2 separate regions of the Mus musculus genome follow, and region 1 is linked to region 2. Evidence: chromatin contacts called from public Hi-C data. All regions are on one chromosome and are shown on one strand. Each heading gives the region's core, a stretch centred on a gene start, on an enhancer-like site or on the middle of the called end of the contact. The rest is flanking DNA. Distances are from core to core; before and after follow the strand shown. Region 1 overlaps Gm35721 (predicted gene, 35721). Region 2 overlaps Pcbp3 (poly(rC) binding protein 3).

Region 1 (3,250 bases), core at 33-2,532, 100 kb before region 2:
GGACTATCCTGATTTGTGCCTCCTCTAATAATTTTGCCACCTCTGTCTTTCTTTTGTGTGCAGACTCAGTCTCCAGTTTACCGATCAGACCTATGACCGTATCTAATCTGCGCTTTACTCTGAGAGGACGGGACTTGGGAGAAACCTTCACTCAGGTTTCTGGAACCCTCCTGGGCACCCACCTTCTGCCCAACTCATCCATTTTGTCACTTCCTGCTAGGTTTACACTGGGCAGAGCCTCAGCTCTCCCATTGTTCTAGTTCCTGCCGCTGAGCTCTTCTTGGTGAATCACACTCCCTGTTCAACCAGGCCTGTGGCTGTGCAAAGCTTTAGCTCAGCCTCTGTGCCTCCTACCCTGCTCTTTCCGAGTCAGGCAAACTCCAGCAGTTGCCGTATCCTGTGTCTAGCATCCTGGCACTGTCCAGTTCACTGCACTGGCTGGCTGAGTCTCCTCATCCTTTGGCTACTTCTGCCTGACTCAGGAGTCTGGGGCTTTACCCATATGGCTGGGGGTGGGGGTTGGGTGAGCCTGTCCTGTGTGATGGCTTTACAAGGAGAGAAATGAGCTAAGAGTTCCAGGATTTATCCAGGATGTCTCAGGTTCCCGTCTACATCAAAGCCTCCTCCTGCCCCCTCCCGTCCCATCGCCCCTCCCCCAATGCCTGCCCAGGGCTGTCAGTAGGCAGGCGTTCCTTGCTGCCCTTCTCCATCTTCATGCTGACCCTTCCCTTGTTCATAATTCAGGCCGTCCTTGGTGGGGATGGGCTCCCCAGGTGTTGTAGCTCCAACAGGGTGATTGGTCTCTGAGAGTCACTATAGCCCACTGGAGGCCCTGGGCAGGCAGCCTGATCTCTCCCCAGGCTCCTTGTTTCCAGATAGAATCTGTGAGTGAGGCCTGTGTGTTTGTTTCTCGGTATTAAATTTATCTTGGTGGGAACTTATAACAGGGTCTTGCTGTGACTTTCTTGAAAACTTTGCTGAGCGTGTATATGTGTGTGTCTCTGTGTATATGTGTGCATAAGTCTGTGTGTGTGTGTGTGTTATGTCTGTCTGTATGTGTGTCCATCCTCTGACTCCGTTCTTTTTTCTGAGGCAGGGAAATAATCACAAAACACCTGGTGCTTGTTTGTTTCACCTGCTGGCACCTGAGGCAGGTGTGACTCTGATGTCTGTCAGGGTTGTGGAACAGCCACATGGTAGGGGCCCCAAGTGCAGGGGCAGCCTTTGCTGGCCTCCCTGTTCAGTAGAGGGCAGCAGAGCTGAGTGGAAGCAAATGGACTCCTAGGTACTTACCCAGCCACTGAAGGCTGTGTTGCCCATAGTCAAACCAATGCAGAGGGCAACCCAGCCCTGCCCAGGAAGGGTGGAAAGAACTGCCTTGAGGGACACTCAGCCTGGGGACAGGCTCTATGTCCTATACCCAGGGCCCCCACCTCACACCTGGTCATAGAGCCCTCTTGCTGTTCCCCTCACAAGACAGGAGGTGAGGCTCCATGACAGGATGGCTGCCCCCTACTACAGGCCCAGAAAGATGCCCTAGCTCAAAGCCAGAATATCTGTCACAGGACATGGGTCACAGGGCATCTTCTAATTGTGGTTTGGCTTGATTTTCTTTTGTTCCTCTTTTAAAATTATGCTTTAGGGTTGGTGAGATAGCTCAGTATGTAAATATTCTTGCTGCCGAGTCTGACAACCTGAATTCAATGAGACCCACAGGTGAAAAGAGGGAACTCCTACATGTAGGCTGGCTTGTGGCCTCCACACATGTTCTGTGGAACATGTGTCCACACAAATGAACATATGTATAGACACATGTGCACACAAATAAGTATAATACATTTCTTTACAGTTATGCTTCAGAGGCTGGAGATGGCACCCCAGTTGGTAGGGTGCTTACTTAACATGTACAAGGCCCAGGGTAAGATCCTCAGCACTTCATAAACCAGGTGTGCTGGCTAGTTTTAGGTCAACTTGACACAAGGTATTGACATCAGAGAGAGGGAGCCTTGCTTGCAAAAAAATGCCTCTGTAAAATAAGGCCGTACACAAGTCTGTAAGGCATTTTCTTAATTAGTGATTGGTATGAGAGGGCCCAGGCCATTGAGGGTGGTGCTTCTTCTGGGCTAGTGGTCCTGAGTTCTATAAGAAAGCAGGCTGAGCAAGCCATGATGAGCAAGCCAGTAAGCAGCATCCCTCCGTGACCTCTCCCTCAGCTCCTGCCTCTAGGTTCCTGCCCTGTTGAACTCTGCTCCTGGAGTCCTTCAGGGATGGACTACAGTGCAGTAAGTCTAAGCCACATAACCCCTTTTCCCCCCAACTTTCTTTTTGGTCATGGTATTTTATTGCAACACTAGAAACTTTAAGACACTAGGCATGATGTGCCTTGGGAAGTGGAGGCAGGGGGATCAGAGGTTCAAAGGTTTCCTCAGCTCTATAACAACAAACTGGAAACTAGTTTCTAGGTAACATGAGACCCCTCCTCAGAAAATTGTAATATATTCACACACACACACACACACACACACACACACACACACACACACGAGTTTATGTAGGTTAGTGACTATCTAAAGTGACTAGCCAGCTGGGCATAAACCATCTGCTCTCAGAGAAGCAAAGCGCACATAGAAAGAAAGCTCTCGAGGTGGGACTTACTCCAGAAAGAAGCACCTGTCTGTGCCAGACCCCAGGAGGTGACAAGGAACCCTTTCTCCTGTGGGCATCTTGCAGATATGTAGGAAAGGTGAGGGAAGCTTTGGAGAAGCAACCATGCACCTTCATTGCTCCAGATGGTCCTTAATACAGGATTTTCCTGGAACATACAGGTTCACCAAGATGCCAGGGAGCCTGCCTGGGGGGTGGGGGTGGGGGGCGCCAAGAGGAGCCTGAGGAGCTTCAAGAGACAGTAAGTGGAGATTTGGTTCATGGGACTTTAAGCAGTATTTATTGATAGAGCTAATCGATTCATCTTGAAAGGCACAATCTTAAGGATGTCTCCTAAGAGCTGAGGCGCTAGCTCAGGTGATGGCCCTTTCTAGCCCACTCACATGCCACGTGCCCTGTCCTCTGACACCAGGATCAGCGTCTCATGGCTCAGGGTTAAACTTTCAACTCCTCACGGTCTGTGTCCATTTTAGAGAGGAGGTGCCGGGTAGTCTGCAGCTTTGGTCTAACGAAGCTGCAGTCTGCCTATGCGCTTTGCCCTGTTGAGGCTCACGTCCCACCTATCCCAACGTCCTAGGCTATTTTG
Region 2 (3,422 bases), core at 903-3,402:
CCAGTGCCCCATATAACAGCTCTGAGCTGTGCTGCCTCTTGGACACACCTCCCCCGTGGACACACCTTTGCCCTGTCATCTGTGACAGGTTTTCAGGATTTGATGCTGCTGTGAAAAAGTTGCATTTCTCCCTCTAGGAGTAGACAGGGACCTGCCTCTTTTTCTTTGATCCTGTTTTGTTTTGTTGTTGTTTTTTTTTTTAAATGTTTTATTTTAGAGTTGTAGGCTTCTTAGACCCATTGCAAAGATTATAGAGAAAAATCTACATACCCCACATCCAGGTTGTTATTTGACATCGGCAAAGCACACTTGTCCTGGTTACCACCACCACAGAGGCACTGCTACTAAGATCTGTTCTTGAGGGTTCCTCAGTTTCCTTCTTTTGTTCTTCCTTCTTCCAAGGTCCCATTCAGGGGGCACATTACAGGTCATCCCCATCTGCTTAGAGACCTTCCTGAAGGTAATGGCTTCTCACACTCCCCTTTTTTGTTGTTCTTGAAAGGTACACACACACACACACACACACACACACACACACACACACTCACACATACCATACACACATACACACACCTTGCACACATACACACACCATGCACATATACACACAACATTCACCTATACATATACATACACACAAACTACACACACAACATATACACATACACACCACAAACACATAACATACACATACATTCACATATACACAAAATACACATACACACTACACACACACACACACCACATACACCACACACACACACACACCACATACACCACACACACACACACACACAACCCTCCCTCCCCAGCTTTATGTGTATGGATGTTTTGCCAGCATATATGCCTGAGCACCATATGAGTGCAGTGTCTGCAGTGGCCATAAGTGGGGTCCCTAAGACTATGGTGAGCCACCATTTGGCTTCTTGGAATTAAACCTAGGTCCTCTGGAAGAGCAGCAGTGTCCCTAAGTGCGAGCTCTCTCTCTAGCCCTCACTCTTATTTTTGATGCCCTTGACTTTTTTTCAGAATATTCTTTACTGACCTCTGCTGGGGTCCATTGCAGGTGGTTCAGGGTCCTGGGGGTTGGGGAAAAGGCAACATGGGAGCATCATTTGTCTCACATAAGGAAGCACACAGTCAGCCCAACTTTGCACTGACACGTGGACCTGAACACATGCTGGGGATGTGCTTCTAGGTTCTCCAGCATGGTGACTGTTGCACTCTGTGTGTGTGTGTGTGTGTGTGTGTGTGTGTGTGTGTGTGTGTGAGAGAGAGAGAGAGAGAGAGAGAGAGAGAGAGAGAGAGCGCTCCATAGTATTTGGGGAAAAAGTCACTGTGTTCAGGGAATACTTCTAGGGAGGTGTGCTTCACTTCAGTGAGCCCAGAGTCTCTTTATGCACACTTTGGAAATAATAGCCTTGGAGATTTGGGTATTCTTTCCTGTTTATTGGTAGGAAGTCATTTATTTTATACTTTGGTTTATAGTTGTTTTATACTACTTTATTTTCTAAATTATTCCAACTTTAGACTTTGGGAGTTCTTTCAGTTGACTTCTGTATCTTTTTACTATACCTTCATCAGTGTGTGTGTGTGTGTGTGTGTGTGTGTGTGTGTGTATGAGAGAGAAAAAGTATGTGTATGTGAATGTGTGTGTGAGCATGTCTATGTGTGTGTGTGTTATTAAGGACTTTTTCCTTCCTAGGTTTTATGGTCTAGGCTCACTGCTCCTGTCCCGGGTTCATCCACATCTCTAAGGAATCCTTGTTTCTTCTTATCAGCAAATAGTAAAAGAAGCCAATGTGAGAGTGCTGAATCTGATTGCTCTACTGGGTTTGGTTGCTTTTGGGTCCTCTTACTTGACTGATCCATGGTGCTATATCTGTCTCCCAGCCTCCAACTCTTGCCCCGTGTCAGTGGGTCACTTCTCTTGCTTGTGAGTAAACCCTCTATCTAAAGGGAAGCAGCTGGTTCCCACTGGCCACCATTCCTGCATTGCTCAGCCAGAACATAGGCTTGAGTGGACTATGTTTCACCTCTTGCCTACCAGACGCGTCATCTCCAGAATGGCTTAGATGAGCACTGTTGACCCACCTCTTTAGTGAGAAGTTTTACTCTTTTTATGGTAGTGAAGGCTGTATTGTCAAATTCCACAGCCTATCTTAGGATAATGCTCCAAGGTTCTGAATTATTCCTGTAAACATTTCACACCATCAGGTTTACATTTAATGCTGTAAAATTTTATAAATTCTGGTTAATTGCTTTATATCTTTATAACTGTCATTACAGTATCATATACAGTTTTACTGCTCTAAAAATTCTTTATGCTCTACCAGTCCACCTCCCCTTCCCAGTCACTGATAACTACTGAGCTATTTTCTGGCTTATTTTGCTTGTTCCAGAATACTTTATTACGGGAGTCACACAAAACATAACTTTTCCAAAGTGGCTTCTTTCACTGTGGCACCCATTTATTTATGAATCATCTGTGTCTTTGAAGTCAGTCAGCTCATGTCTTTTTATTGTAAATAAGATTCTATGAATGGACCCCGCCTGCTTATCCATTCATCCATCAAGAGATATCTTGGCTGCTTACTTTTTTGATGGTTTAAATTAAGCCAGCATTAACATTTGTGTATAGGCCTTTGTGTGAATGTATCTCATTTGGGGGATATTCCAGGTAGCAAAATGGTGGGGTGCTATGGTCAGAGTGTGTGTAGTTTGTAGGGAACTGTCCAGCTGCCTTTGAGTGGTCCTAACTCTTTCACACTTCCTGCTCTACCACATGCCTGTGAGAGTCCCTACCTCTCTGTCAGTGTTTGTCAGGTATTGTTGGTTCTTTGTATTTTAGTTCTTGTAGGTATAAGGTTATAGTTCATTATTTTAATGTGTTGCTCCCTGACTTTGCTGGGTTTTTATCTGGTTGGCCAGTTTTGAAAGCTGATTCTCTGGGCCTCTCTTCCCTCAGATGGCTTGCCTTTTGAGTCTCCTACTGACAGTGTAAACAGTGCTGTGGTTAGTTAGCTTGATTTTCTCCTGATGTCTACATACCTATAATAATTATGACTACACATTTCTAGTGGGGTTGCTTCTAATGCATACTTTATTTGCATGCTATTGAGCCTTTGCAATGAAGTATCCATATAGGTCAGGAGAATTTGGGGGGATGAATGTCTAGACTACCAATTGTTCTGTTGTCCTAGCTTGTAGCATGCTACTATTGCTCTGACATTGAACTTGGTCTCCTTTGATCTTTCACAGCAAATCCCAGTTGGCTAGTACCTTGGCCTTTCTTTCCATATCTCTGGCATTGGCTTGCAGCCTGCCTCTACAGCTTGCTGACCGTGGGTCCCTATAGTGTGGTTGGTGCTCCATCCAAGCTGTGCCGAGCCTCTGACCTTGTATGTGGTTTTTCTCCTGCC

What was found. A called contact is a pair of places that touch in the nucleus more often than the background predicts.
Region 1: a contact with region 2 is called in a Hi-C map of the N1E-115 cell line, with 5 times the contacts expected there. The contact joins two enhancer-like sites. A contact is called at or near these places in 1 of 39 promoter capture datasets (neural stem cells), 1 of 15 datasets of contacts at CTCF or cohesin (the NIH/3T3 cell line), 4 of 484 Hi-C or Micro-C datasets (the N1E-115 cell line, embryonic stem cells and nephron progenitors), 2 of 115 datasets of contacts at active chromatin or transcription factors (acute myeloid leukemia and embryonic stem cells) and 4 of 9 other capture datasets (adipose tissue, embryonic stem cells, liver and 1 more).

The regions. Positions count from the first base shown.
Region 1 is chr10:77,002,448-77,005,697 of GRCm38.p6, reverse strand. All of the region lies in intron 1 of Gm35721 (predicted gene, 35721), which reads left to right. Among named protein-coding and RNA genes, the nearest start is that of Gm35721, 4.6 kb to the left of the region's middle. Within about 2 kb of position 1,282, at least 22 of the 459 cell types and tissues checked have an H3K27ac peak or open chromatin away from gene starts, as enhancers often do. A contact at or near this core is called in the N1E-115 cell line, where this site is marked.
Region 2 is chr10:76,898,726-76,902,147 of GRCm38.p6, reverse strand. All of the region lies in intron 1 of Pcbp3 (poly(rC) binding protein 3), which reads left to right. Among named protein-coding and RNA genes, the nearest start is that of Pcbp3, 62 kb to the left of the region's middle. Within about 2 kb of position 2,152, at least 5 of the 459 cell types and tissues checked have an H3K27ac peak or open chromatin away from gene starts, as enhancers often do. A contact at or near this core is called in the N1E-115 cell line, where this site is marked.